Regions from separate parts of the Mus musculus genome. Here region 1 is linked to region 2. The links are chromatin contacts, called in public HiChIP or PLAC-seq maps. All regions are on one chromosome and are shown on one strand. The core of a region is the stretch at or near the end of the contact, and the rest is flanking DNA. Distances in the headings are between cores, read along the strand shown.

What was found. HiChIP or PLAC-seq counts read pairs in DNA pulled down with a chosen protein or histone mark.
Region 1: a contact with region 2 is called in an H3K27ac HiChIP or PLAC-seq map of stem cell-derived neural progenitor cells, with 9 times the contacts expected there. The contact joins two enhancer-like sites. A contact is called at or near these places in 4 of 39 promoter capture datasets (embryonic stem cells, hippocampal neurons, liver and 1 more), 6 of 115 datasets of contacts at active chromatin or transcription factors (astrocytes, embryonic stem cells and stem cell-derived neural progenitor cells) and 1 of 9 other capture datasets (embryonic stem cells).

The regions. Positions count from the first base shown.
Region 1 is chr1:74,101,517-74,105,723 of GRCm38.p6, forward strand. All of the region lies in intron 1 of Tns1 (tensin 1), which reads right to left. Among named protein-coding and RNA genes, the nearest start is that of Gm31637, 8.0 kb to the left of the region's middle. Within about 2 kb of position 2,410, at least 56 of the 459 cell types and tissues checked have an H3K27ac peak or open chromatin away from gene starts, as enhancers often do. A contact at or near this core is called in stem cell-derived neural progenitor cells, where this site is marked.
Region 2 is chr1:72,718,608-72,723,363 of GRCm38.p6, forward strand. No RefSeq gene overlaps it. Among named protein-coding and RNA genes, the nearest start is that of Gm51632, 5.3 kb to the right of the region's middle. Within about 2 kb of position 2,019, at least 24 of the 459 cell types and tissues checked have an H3K27ac peak or open chromatin away from gene starts, as enhancers often do. A contact at or near this core is called in stem cell-derived neural progenitor cells, where this site is marked.

The DNA.
Region 1 (4,207 bases), core at 1,160-3,659, 1.4 Mb after region 2:
CTTTTGATACATTTATTTGTCTGTGTTTGTTTTTGTTTGTTTGGGAAGCATGCACATGTCATGGCTTACATGTGGAGGTTAAAGTTCAACTCGCAGTAGTCAGCCCTCCCCTACCAAGTCGGTCCTGTGGGTTGAATTCAGGTTGTCAGGGCTTGGCAGCCAGCCCTTACATCCCGATCCCCCAATGACATCTTTAAAGGGCTGGTCACACCATCCAGTGAATGACTGAGTGCTTCTGGTCTCCCTGTCCATAAGGCAGGACCTTCCCGAGCTTCCACAGACCCAGGGCCTGACTTCCAGCCCTGACAGCTCCTGTTCTTCTCCACTCCTCCCGTCCTGCTAGACTCCAGGTGGGCATGGGATAAAGTCCTTCAGGGCTTGAAAGAATAGAAATTTCTTCGCCTGGTCTGATAGATGGGTTGTATAAGCTCCTGGCACCATGATGGGCTGTGTCCCCCTCAAACTGTCAGCCAAAATAAATATGCCCTCTCCTGAGTAGATTTTGTTAGGTATTTTTTAAAATTAATTTTTTTCTTCTTTTCTTTTTTCCTTGAGTGACTGTGTGTGAGACAGACAGACAGACAGACAGACAGACAGAGAGGAGAGAGGTATGTAGGTAGCTTCAGAGGCCAAAAGATGACAGATCCCCTGGATCACAGGTAGGTGAGAACTGACCTGGAAGCAGATCCCAACCCCAGACAAGGTGAAGGCCATCTGTGATCTACCCACCCCCACATATCCACATATTCTTAGATCAGGGCCAGGGGAGTCCCCTTTTCCCATAGCAAATCAAGGCAAGGAGGATAGGGTTCCTAGAGGGGCCAGTACAGGTGTCAGGAAACAAGAGAGCAGGTCACTGCACAGCTGTGCCCTGGGACAGCCGTGGGAGGAGGGTCTACCTGGCAGCCCAGCACAGAGTCTCCTCTGTTGGTTTTGTCTTCCAGGACAAAGGCAACTCCTGTTAGAGGAGAGTCCCGGAGCATTTGATCTCAGGCTCCCAGACTCTCTTTCACACCTAGAAAGAGGTGTGCAGGCATGGTTCCCTGGGGACCTCCCAACGCTTCCCCAGGAAGGGCTTGGATCCAGTAATTCCCCTTTTCTCCCTACTCGCCACCTGCTCACAAGAGCCAGTGTCCCTACCCTCTCTTGTGATGCCCCAAGGGCCCCAGGAGGTTTGCAGTCAAATTCTCCCACCCTCAGGTTGGGCTCCAGGTCCTTCTGCTCCCCCAGGGTCTACTCAACTGTACTCACAAGATCAACCACCCAACCAGGCCCAAGGCATAGAACTCACACCCAGCCCCAGGCCACTCTGCCTACAACAGAACAGACTCCTGCAGAGTAGACCTGACTCACAGGGACTCAAGTGGCAACAGCTCTAGGCAGCCTCCTCTGGCCAGCCCACAGGAGTCCTCCTCCAGTTCTTCTGTGGGCACTGATAGCTCATTCCCTCCTTGTACTTGGCACCATTCCTTGTTGATATATCTGCTGGCTTCTTCATTCTCCCTTTCTTCCCCACCAGAAGGCCAGCTCTAGAGGCCACTGTCCACCACTCTCAGGTGCACCCTAGTACCCAGCACAGGATCCGACAAGGGGACAGTAAACAGGAGCTCACTTGAGGGGGGCACAGGGAGAAGAGAGGGAGGGATGAAGGGTGAAACATCCCTTCCAGATTCCAGATCCAGGCCATTGGTCACTTTGAGAGTTCTGCTGTCACTGCAGCCAGGCCAATAAGATCTTTATGTCCCCTCTCTACCCACCCTGACAAGAGACACCTTGATCTCTCTTCTGAACCAGCCCTCTGGTGTCCACTCAAACTTAGAAATGCCCCACCCCTTCCCTACCCCTGCTTGTCACAGGACTCTGAGGCCCTGATTGCTTACACTGATTTGCTATACATGGCCAGCAAGTATCAGTGCCAAAGCTGACAGAGGCCCCTGTTCCTGGTCCATTGCTTTTCCATAGCATAACATGGTAGCCAGAAGGAAAGAGGGCAATATCTGTCCTCCTAGGGGTGTTCCTTCACCACCGCTAACCCAGGTCTCTGATCTTCTACAGCCCGGAAGTTCCTCCTGATAGCTAGCCTCCAGTCCCCCTCTCAAATTCCAAACCGTTTCCTTGAGTCTGCCTTCCTAGGGAAGAATAGCTTGGTCACTCTCTTCCACACAATAAATGCCTCCAGACTGGCAGCACAGTATTCAAGCCCCCTCCTCTCCCCACCCCCACCGCTCTCTGTTCCCTGGGCTGAGAATCCTGGTCCTCTGGGCCCCTTTCCAAATGATTTCCATCACCACTCAGCGGCCTAGGACATGATTAACGGTGGGTGGGGGAGGAGTGGGAGTGGGGACAGGCCAGGCAGGCTATTGATCCACTAGGGACCCCCAGGGTGGGGAAGGAAGGGCAAGGGTCCTGAGGTCATCCCGGTCATCCCTTCTCCCTGGAGTGTTCTTTGCAGGGCCCAGAATGGAGACTTCAGGCCTGGGAGCTGGGCTGCTGGGTGGGAGCCCAGGCCCCACAATAAGATTACAGCAGGGAAGGTCTAATTGATTCTGATGGATCTGAGAAAGGCGGAGATGAATGGGGAGCAAGGAAGGAGGGTGGTGGAAGGGGACCCAGAGAGCCGGGCAGGGAAACCCCTTTTTGCATCAGCACTAGCTAATACAATCATGGAGTGCCCTGCCCCCACCTCCACAGCCCCTCCCCTCCTGGGAAGCCAGCCACTGCCACTCCACAGAGAGGCACAGGAGCAGAAAGCTGACCTAAAGCCTCAAGACTAGGGACCCAGATGAGAAAGAAAGGCTGAGACAGACATTCCCTGGAGGAGGGAAAGATGGGGGGCAGTCTGAGGCAGAGACAGATCAACAGGTTCTGCCCACCTCTCCTTAACCATGTCTCTTCACCATTTCCCTTTCTCAGGCCAAAACTGTAGCACATGGAAACCTATAAGTGGATCTTATGACTCTCATGCTCCTGCCTCAGCCTTGGCCTCAGCCTGGAGCCTACAGATATCTGAGAACATGGGCGGAAGCCAGGTCACTGGGACAGACCTCTTCAGGACAGAGAGGACAGAAGGAAGGAAAGGACCTCCAAGAGAAAACGCCAAGCTGACTGAGGGAGGGACTAAACAGAACCCCACAGTCTAGAGCAGGGAGAGGACCAGCAAGTGGAGAGGGGGGCAGAGCAGGGAGGCCTAGCAGGGCCAAGCTGAGGGGCTGCGAGAAGACGATTGGCTCCTCCCTTCTAGAAAGAGCAAGGTAGAAAAGGAAGGGACACAGGAAGAGGGAGATGGCACAGACCAGCCACCCAAGGACACTGAATTGAGAAGCAAGCCAGACCTGGCTCCATCCACTGCCTGCAGAAACAGCCGATCCTGCCGAGATTGCCTTCCCAGGCTCAGTGCACAGGAAAGAAGTTGCTGCAGCGGGTCCAAGCTCAGGTCTCCAGATTGTTCTAGCCACCATAGTCCCCAGGGTGGAGAACCTTAGAAGGACCTGGACACGTCCAGAACAGGCTCTTAGATGGTGTGATGGGGTCAAAAGCCCACCTAGACATAAGACCTTCCCACCCCACAGGTGCAAGGGATATGACACCCTGATACCGTGATTGGTTCTAAACAGCGATACCCTTCAAGTCAAAGCTAGACATTCTCCTACAGACTTACGTCCCTCCTCTCCCCCAGTCTGAGTGGTACAATTTGGATTCCTCCTCACCCTGACCCCAAAATTCCCAATCCTACTCCATGATCCCTTGAGTCCAGTTTCTAACACATTTTTCTTGCTCTGTGTGTAGCTTCAGGGTAGAACATGCCTGGCCAGGCTCAAACAAACCAGAGAGAAGGTCCTATCTTGCCCTGTGATTGGACCAATCTGGGCTCCAGCCCCTCTGGGAGACTCAACCTTCTCATCTGTGAAATGGGCATCACCTCTTATCTCCCAAAGAGAAGGACCCTGATACAAAAAGACTAGCATCCAAATCCTAACCCTGAAACCCATGGGACACATGATCTTGAGGATACCTGTGTCATCCTGAGCCACCATTAACGTCTTCTATAAGATGGAGACAAGAAGCTGACCTCCCTGGGAGGAAAAAGGAGTGAATTAAATGTAAAATTGCCTATACCCGCTTGACATACCAAGGCACCCATAGATGCCCAGACAAGTATCTTAAAACCTGGCATCAGTTAGGGAAGATGCCCTGGGCCTTTTCTCAA
Region 2 (4,756 bases), core at 769-3,268:
GGTTTCTTTTCCCCAGCACTTCTTCCTCTTTTAATTGCTCCAAACTCAAGAACCTAATGGAATTCTTTCCCCCTTTTATAGATGACAAAAACTCTAAGATTTTCTACTTGAAGAGAGTCATTGAATGGGGAAAGAATGAAGTCCACAAGGAGTTCCGTGCTTCAACTTCACCTCCCCGTTCACTGGCTTGGGCAACAGAAGAGCTTTGTTCTCTATAGATAAAGAAACCAAGGTACAGAGTGGTATCTGTGAGGGGTTTTGATGGTTGGAGGCCAGTCTCAGCAAGTGATAAGTATATAACGCTAAAAGGCCACTACAGACAGGCTGGAGAGAAAGTGCCACTACATAAGACACTGTTAAGAAACTGCCATTGGGATTCTGCTGATTAACCCGGGGCAGGCAAAAGGAGTGTAGGTAGTGAACAGCAGGGGGAGCCCTTGCTGAGGCTGAGAGGACTTGGAGGGATCAGAGTGCTTCTCTTTCTCCCGCTCTTAACTTTGTTCCGTGCACAGGTATGACTTCCCTGATGAGAGTGGCCACAGCACACCAACAGCCCTGCTGCTTCCAAAGGCCAGTGAGATGCATGCCCTTTCTCCTCAGGAGCGGAGGCCAGCAAAACCCAGGAACTGAATGACTGAGCACTGGGAATGAGCTGTGTCGGGGATAAGAAGTGGTGTGAGGATTCCAATCTCTAGCTAGGGCTTTAGGATTCCAAATGCAGCCTTCCTCACGCCAGGTCCCATTACTCTCATCCCTTATGGCCCTTTGCCTGCTCTGTGTGTGCAAGGAGAGTTTAAAACCTACTTTGTTGGGCTTCAAAGATGGTTTGGAGATTAACAGCACTGGCTGCTCTTCCAAAGGACCTGGGTTCAATTCCCAACACCCACATGGTTGATAATGGCCTGTAATTCCAACTCTGGGGGATCCAATGAGAATATACAATTAAAAGACTATGATAGGATGTATGGTCCATTGCACACAGGTAATGTACTTAGGTATAAGCAAAACTCTCACACACATAAAAAAAAATCTTTAAAAAAAAATTGCTCGAGCTGGAGAGATGGCTCAGCAGTTAAGAGCACTGGCTGCTCTTCCGGATGTCCTGAGTTCAAATCCCACATGGTGGCTCACAACCATTTCTACCAAGATCTGATGCCGTCTTCTGAAATGCAGGTGTATATGTTAGAGCACTCATATACATAAAATAAGTAAATCTTTTTGCTCAGTAATACAGCAGTTCATTGTGGTAGGGACATGTAGAAACAGTGCTCTTTTTTTTTTTTTTTTTTTAGATTTATTTATAATATGTAAGTACACTGTAACTGTCTTCAGACACTCCAGAAGAGGGCTTCAGATCTTGTTACAGATGGTTGTGAGCCACCATGTGGTTGCTGGGATTTGAACTCAGGACCTTCAGAAAAGCAGTCAGTGCTCTTAACCGCTGAGCCATCTCTCCAGCCCCGAAACAGTGCTTTGACTGAAAAGGCAGTCAGTGCCCCATCGCCAGCAGGCTGGTAAGGGAGGGATGTGGGGGCTAATAATGATTCGGAGCTTTAAAATCACCAGTTTCCATTCATCCTTCTCCCATCTCAGCTAACATGACCTTGTGCCCAAAGCCTTGGAAATGCAGCTTCAAGACCCTCCTTGGGTGCTGCCTTCTCACTTCCCTGCACACATGACACTAGAGCTGGCTTTTCCTTTCAACATGTGACCTCCACCTCTGTGTGACAGTGGGCAAGGTGACACTGTGCTTTGTGGTCTCCAAACTCAAGCCCCTAAAGTGCTGTAGAACCAAATGAAGGCTCCTGTCTTTTTTCCCTCTTTCTCTGGACCCCCATTGTGCAACTCGGCGTGGGACCAAGTCTTCAGGGGGGCTCAGCAAAGACTTGGTGACAAGCTGATTGATGGATTCCCCGCCTCTTGCCTGCCTTCTTGCCCACTCCTGCAGACTCTGGCCCTGCTCCACTGTCCAGCTGCCCAAGGGAGGGGTCTGCTTTTCTTTGTTGAGTCAGCACCAATGAGTCAAGGCCAAGATCAGCTGGGAGCTGGGCTTCGAGGGGAGGGGTGGAAGACTGGGGAGGGCGTAAGAACCTTGTGGCTCAAAGGCAGGCATGGTAGGGAGCCACGAATGAAGGGCACTGGGGTGTATCATCAGCACGGGCAGAGGGCTGCAGTGGTAATGGGACCTCTGGTCTGTGGTGTGAATGGGAGCCCTTTCTTATAGGAAAACACAGACGTTTATTCAAATCATGTTAAGATTCCTAAAAGTTCTCAGTCATGTCTCATGCTTCAGCTCTACTCTGTGAAAGATGACACAATGTAAGATCTCTATGAAGTCTGCAATGGGAGACATCCATGGAGAAGGCGTATAAGTACAATTTCCAGACCCCCACAAACACAGGGCAGCCAGAGCACCTTTCCAGGACTGCTGAGGGTCGAAGCAGAGTGTCCGGTAACATTCACTACCTCCTCTGCACTCCTTAGCCATAGGTTATACACGTGAGTCGTGAGGAAAGGAAGAGACCTGTGTGTGCTTGGTTTCTTTTGAGACAGGGTTTCTCTCTGTAGCCCTGGCTGCCCTAGAACTTGCTCTGTAGACCAGGCTGACCCTGAACTCAGAGATACGTCTGCCTCTGCCTCCCAGGTGCTGGGATTAAAGACGGGCACGACCATCGCCTGAGAGACAACTTAAGAGAAGTTAGCCCATCTAGGAACGTGCAGGATGAGAACAGATCATACAGCTATTCCCGAAGCCGTGCAAGACAGCTCTATTGTTGCTGTCCCCAGAATCACAGGCCACCTGGCCCTGGGGTCAGATTGTTCTCTCTCTCTCTCTCTCTCTCTCTCTCTCTCTCTCTCTCTCTCTCTCTCTCTCTCTCTCTGTCTCTTTCTCCCTCCCCCCTCTCTCTCTCCCTCTCCCCCCTCTCTCTTTCTCCCTCCCCCCCTCTCTCTCTCTCCCTCTCCCCCCTCTCTCTCGTGTGTGTGTGTGTGTGTGTGTGTGTGTGTGTGTGTGTGTGTGTGTTCGTGCCGTATGATGCATGTGGAAGTCAGAGACAAGTCTTAGGAGTCAGTTCTCCCTTTCCACTATGTAAACTCTAGCATTAAACTCTGATCAGCAGGCACATAGCAAGCACCTTTACCCGTGAGCCGTCTTGTCAGCCTCAGCTCTGGCTTTTCATTCATTCATTCATTCATTCATTCATTCATTCATTCACTTTGAGAGAGGCTCTAACTGTGTAACTGGGCTTAGCCTGTAACTCTCTATGGACCAGGCTGGCCTCAAACTCAGAGATTTGCTGGCCTCTGCCTCTCTAGTGGTGAGGTTAAAGCTATGTGCCATCATGCCCAGTGATTAGCTCTATCATATTAAGATTTATCTACCTTATGTGAGCACACTGTTGCTGTCTTCAGACACACCAGAAGAGGGCATCAGATCCCATTGCGGATGGTTGTGAGCCACCATGTGGTTGCTGGGAATTGAACTCAGGACCCCTGGAAGAGTAGTCGGTGTTCTTAACTGAGCCATCTCTCCAGCCCTAGCTCTATCATTTTAAAGTGGGGATGTGCTGGCATGTAAAGTGACCTCCCCACAGTTAGACAAGAAGGTGATGTCAGGGCTTCCCCCCTAAGGTTTCTCTGTGATTAAATGCAGGGCCAGAGGTCAGAAGAGTTCAGAGCTACCGTGGGCAACATGGAGGATGAGGGCATATTAGTGTCCAGAGCCTTCCTTAGTTTGACAGTTCTAGTCCTCTTGAGGACCCAGCACCTTCTTGGATCAGTAGGACTTGAATCTTTTTCATTCCCAAAAGATTGACTGCAGGGTGTGGGGAGAGCACAAAAGCCAGCACAAATGGTCCCTCACACTTTGGTTCCTGACTGGCAGAACAGGAAGCTGGCATGGAAGGACCTAACTAGACACAGGACATGAGAGGCTGTGTGTCCTGCTTATACTGTACTATGGAGGTAGCAGACGTCCATCCTGGGACTGTTCTTGTCCCTTGCTTCGTCGTCAGTACCTGCTGTGAGGGTTGAGGGGATAAAGTGAACAGAATTCTTTAGGCCTATAAACCGAAACTAAAGAAACACACTACCTCCAGCCCCAGCCTTCCCCAATTCCTAAGTAGGTGATTGTCACACTCCTGGCAAGAGCGGGAAGGAAGGCTTTCTGCTTTGGCTGCACATTTCTCTCACAGCGAGATGCTGCCGCTTTGGAGAGGAATGTAAGTGGAGAGGGCCTCTGCCTCGGCAGGGAAGCACAGCGTCCGTGGGGTGAGGCAGCCCCTCCATTTCTCCAGGGCCTTCCTCTGAGGCATTCAGAGCAGGGCATACACGGTTTTCTTCTTCACCCTGCAAGACCAGGGCAGTGGTGAAAATGGAAGACAAGTGGCCACACTGTGACTTCATGGCAATATGACAGAATCTTGGCATATTCAAGGTTAGACAAGGTCTCAGAGATTCCTGGAGAATTGCAGATGTCAAAAGAGGGGACACCATGTCAAAGCCACTCCTTTTCCATCAGTAATTCTCAGCATCTTAAGTTGTTTTCAGATACAACAGTTAAATTACTGCGGTATCCTTGGACAAATGTCCTAACCTCTCCATGTCTTTTCCCTGAATAATTCCGTTAATAATAATTCTCACCTTAGTTCCTTTTTATAAAGATAAATGAGATGATTTTTAAAAGTACTGCACTTCACTTAAAAGCATTCATTAATATTTGACATTTTTATCATTATATTATTATTCTTCCTTTTAT